Linked DNA regions of Mus musculus: region 1 is linked to region 2. A link is a contact called in public HiChIP or PLAC-seq data. All regions are on one chromosome and are shown on one strand. Each heading gives the region's core, a stretch centred on a gene start, on an enhancer-like site or on the middle of the called end of the contact. The rest is flanking DNA. Distances are from core to core; before and after follow the strand shown. Region 1 overlaps Wasf2 (WAS protein family, member 2). Region 2 overlaps Fgr (FGR proto-oncogene, Src family tyrosine kinase).

Region 1 (4,319 bases), core at 1,801-4,300, 190 kb after region 2:
AAAGTTAGTTCCTGGGTCTACATCCCAGTCCCATGCTCCTAGAAATAAGACTCGGACTCAAAATATATTTATAAAATACCTTGGCCACATACCTAGGCTCTTTAACTAGAATCAGAACTTAAGATAATCCACTGCTCTTTCCATTATTTTAATCTACATTTTGCCATGTGGCTGGTTATCTGAGCTTAGGTACCAGGCATCCATCTCCTCTGATCTTCTGCCTCAGCTCTACCCCAGAATCCTTTGTCCTCCCAGGTATCTCATCTCCATTTCCTAAGCCATAGGCCATAGGCTTTTTAATTGACAGGTGATGCATCCATATAATATTCAACATATTCTCTGTACAACACAGGATGAGAGAGATGGCTTGACTATTAAGAGTACTTGTTCCAGGCTGGAGAGATGGCTCAGTGGTTAAGAGCACTGGCTGTTCTTCCAGAGGTCCTGAGTTCAATTCCCAGCAACCACATGGTGTCACACAACCATCTCTAATGAGATATGATGCCCTCTTCTGGTGTGTCTAAAGACAGCTACAGTGTACTCACATACATAAAATAAATAAATCTTAAGGGAAAAAAAGAAGAGTACTTGTACTCAGATCTGTGGTACATGTATCTCAGAACCCAAAAGCAGAGGCGGGTGGCTCTTTCTGAGTCTGAGGCCAGACAAAGCTACATAGACATTACAGAGTAGGACTCTTTTAATTCTTTTATTGGAGAGGAGGGTTTGTTTTTTCAAGACAGAGTTTCTCTGGATAACCCTGGCTGTCCTGGAATTCTCTGTAGACCAGGCTGGCCTCTAACTCTGATCTGCCTCCCAAGTGCTGGGATTAAAGTTGCGTGCCACCAGTGCCCAGCCAACACTTACAGTTCTTAGACCAAAGTTTGGTTTCCTACACCTGCATAGTGGCTTACAACTTCCTGTAACTCCAGTTTCACAGGATCTGGCACCCTCATCTGTCCTCTGTGGGCAATCACACACACACATGTGCATACTAACAAACAAAAACACGCATTTATGTAGATAGGAATAAATATAAGAAGTACTCCGGCATAATAGAAAGAGCTGCAGCCTTGGCTGGGTACAGTGATACACAAGTCATCTCAGTGGTGAGGAAGAGAAGGATGAGATCATGGCGAGTTTGAGGCCAGCCTGGTCTACTAAGTGAATTTGAAACCAGCCAGGGGACGAAGTGAGGCAGTGTCTAAAAATAAAGATCTGAGCTCTAACAGTCTGAGGCTTCTGATTTGAGGTCTGCTGCTCTTTCCATTTTCCATAGTGTGATTCTGAGTCGCCCAGGGCCTGACCTGACATGGCAAGGAAGAGGCCAGGCAGTGCTGGTGCACGCCTTTACTCCAGCCTGGTCTACAGAGCACAGCGAGGGCCACACAGAGAAGCCCTGCCTCAGAAAGGAGAAAGGAAAGCTGAGCACAGGCCTTTAATCCCAGCACTTGGAGGGCAGAGGCAGGCGGATCTCTGGGTTCAAAGGCTCCTTGTCCGGTGGCTCTGGAGAGCAGCTTGGGAGTGACGAGGAACAAGCAGGGATCCATGACCCTCACACTGTATGAGAAATTACTTCAGTAGAACATCAGACCAAGATGAAGATATCTCTAACTTATCTATCTCTGACGCAGGAATGTAGGACTTCTCCTGGTGAGGAGGTCACTTTATGTTTTCTAACTCACAGTTTTCAAAGATCTTGTCTGCACAGAAAGTTCCGAGCCAGCCAGTGCTCCATAGTGAGACCCTGTCTCAAAATAATAATAATAAATTTTGTATATTGAGATCTTTTGTAAGATTTTTACCTGATGCCCACTGTCACAAGCCCTTCTACTGTGGAACCGAAAATCTCAGTCTTCTCTGGGAGACAGAAAGATGGGTTAACTTGTATTTTTCTCTTTTCCGCCAGAGCAGTTGAATTTTTACATTTGTTATGAGACAGAGTCTCACTATGTAGTCCAGGCTGGCCTTGAACAAACAGCCTCCCCCTCGGCCTCCCAAGTGCTAAGATTACAGGTGGGAGCCACCACCATTGGGTGTTTTTAAGGTTGGTTCATTTCCCATGCATAATCCTGCGTTATTTCTTTGCTTTTGTTTCCAAACACAATTTTTCTTTACCTGGTGGAGCAGGAGCACTGCTGTATTATCAACATATCAAACAGGACCTTCTGCCTGCAGCAGAGCAGGGACGCAGCATGTTGGCCTCTGAGTCCTTTGAGCTCAGGAATGCCTCTTGACTGTTGCTGCATGGAAGCGTGCAGTATGCAGAATTGGGAGCTCCTCCTTGATTTATTAAATGCACCAGGAGCTCCCAGTGCACAAGTTAACTGCAGTTTACCCCGAGGGTGTGGTTTTGCCCTTCCAGGCTAGGTTAGCCTAATTCCCCCTTAAATATGTACTAAGCTTAGAAGCTAAAGGAAAAAAAAATGAGACCTTACTTTAACTAGGTCTCAAACTCTCGTCAGGTTGGGCAGTCGTTTACGGCTGCCTTCCCTTTGTGCGTGAGCATCCGAGGTGTGGAGACTTACTCCTCATACCTCTCCCATCCCTTGCGGCTCAGAATAACAGTGTGGAGGTATTTATTCCACATGGCGGTTTCTTTGGCTACAAATTCTCCTTGCATTCAGGGTTGAAAGTACAGAACTCTTTTCTTATTCTAAAAAGTGAGACCTTGTGGAAAAAGACCAGTGGTGTCTTGTTTTTCAGGGAGGGCTTGAATATCTCAGCTTTTCGCTTGTTCCCTGGGGTGTGGATTTGAAGGATTGTAACCTGGAGCAAAGACTTTGAAAGCTGTGGGTTAGAGAATGTAAGGTGACCTTTTCACCCTTAGAAGAAATTTGGCATCTCTGTGTGGGGTGGGAAAATTCAGGCCCCTTAGAGATACCCACATCTTGGTTTTCAGTGGGCTTTTGAAATTCAACTGAGGACGTAATTTAGTGTATTAAGCATGGACGCCTAGTTGTTGCTCTAACTTTCAGGCTGCTCTCAGAGCCGTTTTACAAGGTGCTTTACAGAACAGGAGGGTGAGAGCCAAGGACAAATGTTTGCATACACTGGCTGCTTTTCCGGGACTAACTTGTTGACATTGCACCTTTCGATTTTGTTGAACCTGCTTTTAATTTCATGTTTGTTCAGAATTTGCCAAAGAGGTTCTATTAGTTATGGACTATATAAGCACAGAGTGACCAGGCTATGGAAACTGTCTCTTTCTCCAAGAACAAGCATGTGTGTGTGTGTGTTTGGGGTACGATATACTCTTTAGTCTTTGGGCTGGTTCCTCTCACTCCTGTGCACTAGTGACTTGCTCTGTTTGCCCTTTCTAGGTAAGTATGCAGAGGACATTTTCGGAGAGATTTGTACTCAGGCAAGTGCCTTTGCCTCCCGAGTAAACTCCCTTGCTGAGCGGGTTGACCGAGTACAAGTTAAAGTCACTCAGCTGGATCCCAAGGAAGAAGAAGGTAAGGAGGCTTAGCCAGAGCTGCAGGCTCTGCCGAGGAGTGCCTCAGAATCCTGCCCTGGTTTGTTACAAAGCAAGAGGAGAGATCAGAGAGACTGATATACGTCTACTTGGAAGCGACATAAGCCTAGGTGGTGTAAAGAAACCTTTTTCCCTTTACCACACAGCACACTGCCATCCCCCCAGTCCCCTTGTTCTCACGTTTCCTTTCCCTCAGTGGTATTTTGCTACCATAAAAGTACTTGGAAGACTCATTTCACCCATGGAGAGGCCTGCAAGATCTGGCCACATAGTAAACCTTTGTGTTGCTTCATCTGTTCAGTCATGAAATGGCTGGGCTGCTGACAGCCTCGTGGGGCTTCCCCAGAGGGGGAAGGGAAAAAAAACCTGGCTGCCAAGAAAGGCAGCAGCTGAGGCGTCTCCGACGGTGTGACTCAGTGTTTGCTCAAATAGCCTGCCGTCCATTTTCTAACGCCTTCCATCTTCCTTCTCTCAGTGTCACTACAAGGAATCAACACTCGGAAGGCCTTCAGAAGTTCTACCACCCAAGACCAGAAGCTCTTTGACAGGAACTCTCTCCCGGTGCCCGTCTTAGAGACCTATAACAGCTGTGACGCTCCTCCCCCTCTTAACAATCTCAGTCCTTACAGGTAACCGTGCGCTCGCTCTCTCTCTCTCTCTCTCTCTCTCTCTCTCTCTCTCTCTCTCTGTGTGTGTGATTAAAAACTGCATTGTCTAAAATCTCTAAAGATAATATCTGTATCAGAGAGAGAATACTGTTGAACTCCCTGCCCACCCCAGCAGAGACCGTTAGCTCATTCTTGTCTGGTCTCTGACGGACATGCCGCGTCTCCTATGTACT
Region 2 (4,853 bases), core at 1,186-3,685:
GTGAGAGTCCTCAGGACTTGGACTCTGGGAAGCGAGGGGAACTGGATGATCCAGTATCTTTGGAAGAAACAAGTTAGGTGTGGTGTCAGTTGATAAAATGGGGGACACGGGAACAAGTGGAGGTCCATGGATTCGGCGGGGGTGGGGGTGGGGCAGGATTGTTGTTTTGTGGTTTGTAGAGAGGAACACTACACGTGAAGGAAGTTACCAGAAGCTAGACCAGGCTGCCCTGTGTATGAGAAGTGCCGGGCCATGCCACTTCATGATCCCAGAGGAAGGGGCTCCTGTTCCTAATTGTCTCTGAGACTCTGTCATTTGTTATGGCACTCTGGTGCTGGTAGGAACTGGGCCTCATCTGAGTAGAGATGACACTTAGAGCTGCCTAGTAGGAAAAAGGAGGAAGAGAGAGCAAGCAAGACACAGGGTGGTCCTGGGGTTTGACTCTGGTGAAGAAAGAGCCACTGGAGAGCGGAGAAAAGCAGGCCCGGCCAAGTGCAGAACATCCAAGTCTGGAGGAGAAATTTCTGAAAACAGGAGAGAGGGGATTTGAGGCTGCCCTCATCCTTGGCAATGGGGTGACCCTCCTAAGTCACCTTTGTCACATGGGCTTGACAGCAGAGCCCAGGAAGGAGGGAGTTAGTGGAAGGGGAGGAAAGTATTGTCTCAAGAGGGGAAATATGGATCTAAGTGAAGGTGAGCTAAGAAGCCGGGACCAAACATGCAGAAGATGGCTCAGCAGGTAAAGGCACTTGCTGTCAAGCTTGACCCCCTAAGTTTGATCTCCAGAACCCACAGGGTGAAAGGAGAGACCCAGCATGCACGGATCTGACTTCTGACCCCCACTCCTTTGTTATAGCATGCATGCGCACATGCACACACAACATGAATACAGAACATGCAATAATTTTGTTGTTGAAAAAGAAAAAAGTAGGGGGCTGTAGAGATGGGTCAGTGGTTCAGTGCACAGGAAGCTCTTCCAGAGGACCAGGGTTCAATTCCTAGCACCCACGTGGGGACTTATAACCCTCATTAGCTACTGTTCCAGGGGCTCTGGTGCCCTCTTTCAGCCCCCATGGACACTTGCATGCACATGTGTGTGCAGTGATATCAAGAAATACATCTTTAAAACACAGCAACGTAGGACTCAGAACTTCTTCCCTCTAGGAAAGAGGAAGGTATGTGTTTAGGGATTGAAGGATGGGGCAGTTTCAGGGGGATGTTTATGGGGTAAGATGGGTTTTCTCTAGTAGAGGGACATGGGCAAGCCCAGAGCACAAGAGGAAAGAGGCTGGATTGTGGAGAGCGGCAGAAAGCATGGAGGATGATGGAGGGGCAGGGTGGCAGTGTTGTGTGTTGGGGGGGGAGTTGGATCAGCAGGGTAGCAATGGTGGGGGGGGTTGGATCAGCAGGGTGGCAATGGTGTGGGGGTGTGGGGTTTGGATCAGTGGGGTGGCAATGGTGTGGGTGTGAGGGTGGGGGTTGGATCAGAGGGGTGGCCATGGTGTGGGAGTGGGGGGGGTGTGGATCAGAGGGGTGGCAATGGTGTGTGTGTGTGTGTGTGTGTGTGTGTGTGTGTGTGTGGAGGGTTGGATCAGCTGCGCCCACAGCTTGGGTAGCAAGGTGCTGTCTAAAGTGCTCAGTGTGGGTTCCTGGTTAAGAGCCCAGGCCTGAGAGGAGACAGTTTGGGTTCCTGTTTTGGATCACAGTGTGGCCTCAGGCAAGCTGCTTAACCACTAGGTAGCTGGTTCAATTCCTCATCTGTCTAATGAGTTTAAACATGGCACTTTTCTCTGAATATTATAAGCAAGTCTATTTATGTTCAGAGTTGTCGTCTACCACAAAGGAAGTGCCCAGTCTGTTAAGGCTTGGTTTTTATTTTGAAGCAAGGTCCTGCGATGTAGCTCAGGCTATCTCACTCTTAGAAGCTCCTCCTCCCAGGGGCTAACTTACTCTGCTGATTCTTAAGGAAGTTTTTGGCTTTTTTAAGACAGGGCTTCTTTGTGTAGCTCTGGCTGTCCTAGAAAAAGTTCTGTAGACCAGGCTGGCCTTGAATTCACAGAGAGCCTCCTGACTCCAGAGTGCTGGGGTCAAAGGTGCACAACACTGTGCTGGGGTTGAAGGATGATCTTGAAAACCTTTGACAATGTGTATGGTATCCCTTCAACCCTTTCTCCTTGCTGCCTGCTTTCCCAGGCACACGGTTAGCAGACACCGCTTCTGTCTCCCAGATTTGCCTGGTGCTCAGGTATGGACTGAGCGTGCCAGCGTTCCCAGGTGTCCTCACCCGCCCTGATTTGAAAACTGTGTTCTTTTCTATCAATGCCCACAAGGCACAGTCAATTTAATGATCAGATAACAACAGAGTCTTCTACAGCGAGTGTGGTCACATCTGTTCCCCACCCCCCAGTCTGCCCTGTATGCACACAGCTCAGGACTACATTGTCTCAGACAGCCACAAGCAGGGAAAGAATTTGGGGCTAGGGTGGGGCAGGAGTCTGAAGGATTGCCTAGGGTGGTGGGAGAGAATCAGGGCACGTGAGGACACTAATTGTTCACACCAGCTCCCCTCTGAGACTTGAGTTCCTTGTCTGTAAAATGGGTTTTGGAGAGGTCTAGTGAGAAGGGTCAAGGGCCCTGTGATACCTGAAAAAGTCACTGATGCCTGGGCTCTACCAATTTTGGTTTGTTGGTGTGTTTGTTGGTTTGATATAACGTCTTACCATGTAACCTTGACTGATTTGGAACATCTGCCTGCCTGTGCCTCCCAAGTGCTGGGATTAAAGGCATACACTACACTACCAGGGACTTTTATGGCTTTTTTTTTTTTTTCCCAGAGACAGGGTTTCTCCGGCTGTCCTAGAACTCATTCTATAGACCAGGCTGGCCTCAAACTCAGAGAGATCCACCTGCCCCCGCCAACTCCTAAGTGCAGGGATTAAAGGCATGTACCACTATGCCCTGTTCCCTCATTATTTGTTTTTAAGGTAGGGTCTCACTATGTAGCCCTGGCTGACCTAGAACTTGCTATGTAGACCAGGGTACCCTCAAACTCAGAGCGGTACCTGCCTCTGCCTCCTGATTGCTGGGATCATACCACTGTACCAGGGAGAATCTAACAATTTTAATTCAAGAGACACCAGTGGGTAGGAATCCTGGTCTTTCTCAGCATCGACCATGTGTGCCCGACAGTTTCCCATTCCCCTTCTCTGGGATCCTTATACTCAAGTCATGAAGCAGATTATAACAACCCATTTGTCAGATGAGGAAACTGAGACTTGGCTGTTGCGGTGACTTCCGGGGAAGATGAACTGGCGTTTGGAATGAATGTGCCTGGTTCTGCCTGCTTTTCCTAACAGGTGGTACTTCGGAAAGATCAGTAGAAAGGATGCAGAGAGGCAGCTTCTGTCCTCTGGTAACCCCCAGGGGGCCTTTCTCATTCGGGAAAGCGAGACCACCAAAGGTGGGTTGGTACGGCAGACATGCCACCAGACAATAAGGACAGTGGGCTGGTCAGTGCTTGGGTCAGGGCCAAGTGGAGGGGCAGAGCTAAGCTGGGCTCTGGGAATTCCTTTGGGGGCCTCCTCCTGCTCTGAGGGAGACGAGAACTAAAGGACCCTTTCCACCCAGGGGCCTACTCCCTGTCCATCCGTGACTGGGACCAGAACAGAGGCGATCACATAAAGCATTATAAGATCCGAAAGCTGGACACGGGCGGCTACTACATCACCACACGGGCCCAGTTTGACTCCATACAGGACCTAGTGCGGCACTACATGGGTGAGCTGCTAAGTGTGACTGACCGTGTTGTCATGACGGGGAGACTGAGGCCTGGAGAACAAAAATCTCCTAAAGAAGTAGTGGCTGGGCCACGTACATGCGTCCTTAGGCCAGGATTCTGCTCTGTGTGGAGTCTGAGCAGACGGAGAGCAAGCAATGCCTCCTAATCTTGCTTCCAGGCCTAAGCCTGGGGAACTTTTGAAAATTTTACATTTTTTTTTGGGGGGGGGGCTCATGCGTGTCAGAGTACAACTCGTGGAAGTTGATTCTCTCCTTCAGCCAAGTGGGTCCTGGGGATGGAACTCGGGTCATTGGGGTTGCCAGCAGACACCGTCTTTACCTGCCGAGCAAAATCTTGCTGGCTTCGGTCTATTCAGTGTATGGAAACTTTGTGGGGCATTTGTTGTTCTCTCTCTCTATCTCTCTGTCTCACTGTCTCTCTGTCTCTTTCTGTCTCTCTCGTTGTGTGTGTCTAAATCAGAGGACAACTTGTGGAAGTAAGTCCTTTCCTTCTGCCATATAGGTCCCAGAGACTAAACCCGGGTGGCTAGGTTGGCTGCTGGCTCACACCTTACCTGCTGAGCCACCTTGCTGGCCCTGTTGTACTTCCTAGGCAGAGTCATTATCTATCATAGGCTCTAAGCCAGCAGTTCTTAACTTTCCTAATGCTGCCACCTTTTAATACAGTTCCTCATGGTGACCCTTCCAACGATAAAATTATTTCATTGCTACTTTATAACGGTAATCTTGCTACTGTTATGAATTGTAATGTAAATCTCTGATAGGCAGGATATCTGATATGCGACCCCAGAGGGGTCATGTCCCACAGATTGAGAACTGCTGCTCTAAGCAGTGGGTTGCAGAAGCTGATCAGAGCTTTGTGGAGACTCTCTGGCTGTTGTGTGCTACCTGGACGTCGGGGACAAGGCTGAAGGAGCGGTCCCTTGGACAGCTGCGGTCATTTTCCATGTGGTGACAGCAAACAAGCAGAAGCCAATGATTCTGAGCCTGAGCAGGAGGCAGCAAGGACCTGACCTGACCGAGGCCTCCTGTGGGGTTAAGCAGTTATGGTCCAT

The links. HiChIP or PLAC-seq counts read pairs in DNA pulled down with a chosen protein or histone mark.
Region 1: a contact with region 2 is called in an H3K27ac HiChIP or PLAC-seq map of embryonic stem cells, with 6 read pairs. The contact joins two enhancer-like sites. A contact is called at or near these places in 1 of 15 datasets of contacts at CTCF or cohesin (large pre-B cells), 22 of 484 Hi-C or Micro-C datasets (the AtT-20 cell line, B cells, CD4 T cells and 17 more), 9 of 115 datasets of contacts at active chromatin or transcription factors (VIP interneurons, differentiating embryonic stem cells, double positive thymocytes and 4 more) and 4 of 9 other capture datasets (adipose tissue, embryonic stem cells, liver and 1 more).

What each region holds. Positions count from the first base shown.
Region 1 is chr4:133,181,646-133,185,964 of GRCm38.p6, forward strand. It overlaps Wasf2 (WAS protein family, member 2), which reads left to right. Exons shown (of 9, transcript NM_153423.6): 3 at 3,324-3,458; 4 at 3,954-4,107. Among named protein-coding and RNA genes, the nearest start is that of Mir7017, 12 kb to the right of the region's middle. Within about 2 kb of position 3,051, at least 195 of the 459 cell types and tissues checked have an H3K27ac peak or open chromatin away from gene starts, as enhancers often do. A contact at or near this core is called in embryonic stem cells, where this site is marked.
Region 2 is chr4:132,991,291-132,996,143 of GRCm38.p6, forward strand. It overlaps Fgr (FGR proto-oncogene, Src family tyrosine kinase), which reads left to right. Exons shown (of 13, transcript NM_010208.4): 6 at 3,357-3,460; 7 at 3,628-3,777. Among named protein-coding and RNA genes, the nearest start is that of Gm36599, 14 kb to the right of the region's middle. Within about 2 kb of position 2,436, at least 18 of the 459 cell types and tissues checked have an H3K27ac peak or open chromatin away from gene starts, as enhancers often do. A contact at or near this core is called in embryonic stem cells, where this site is marked.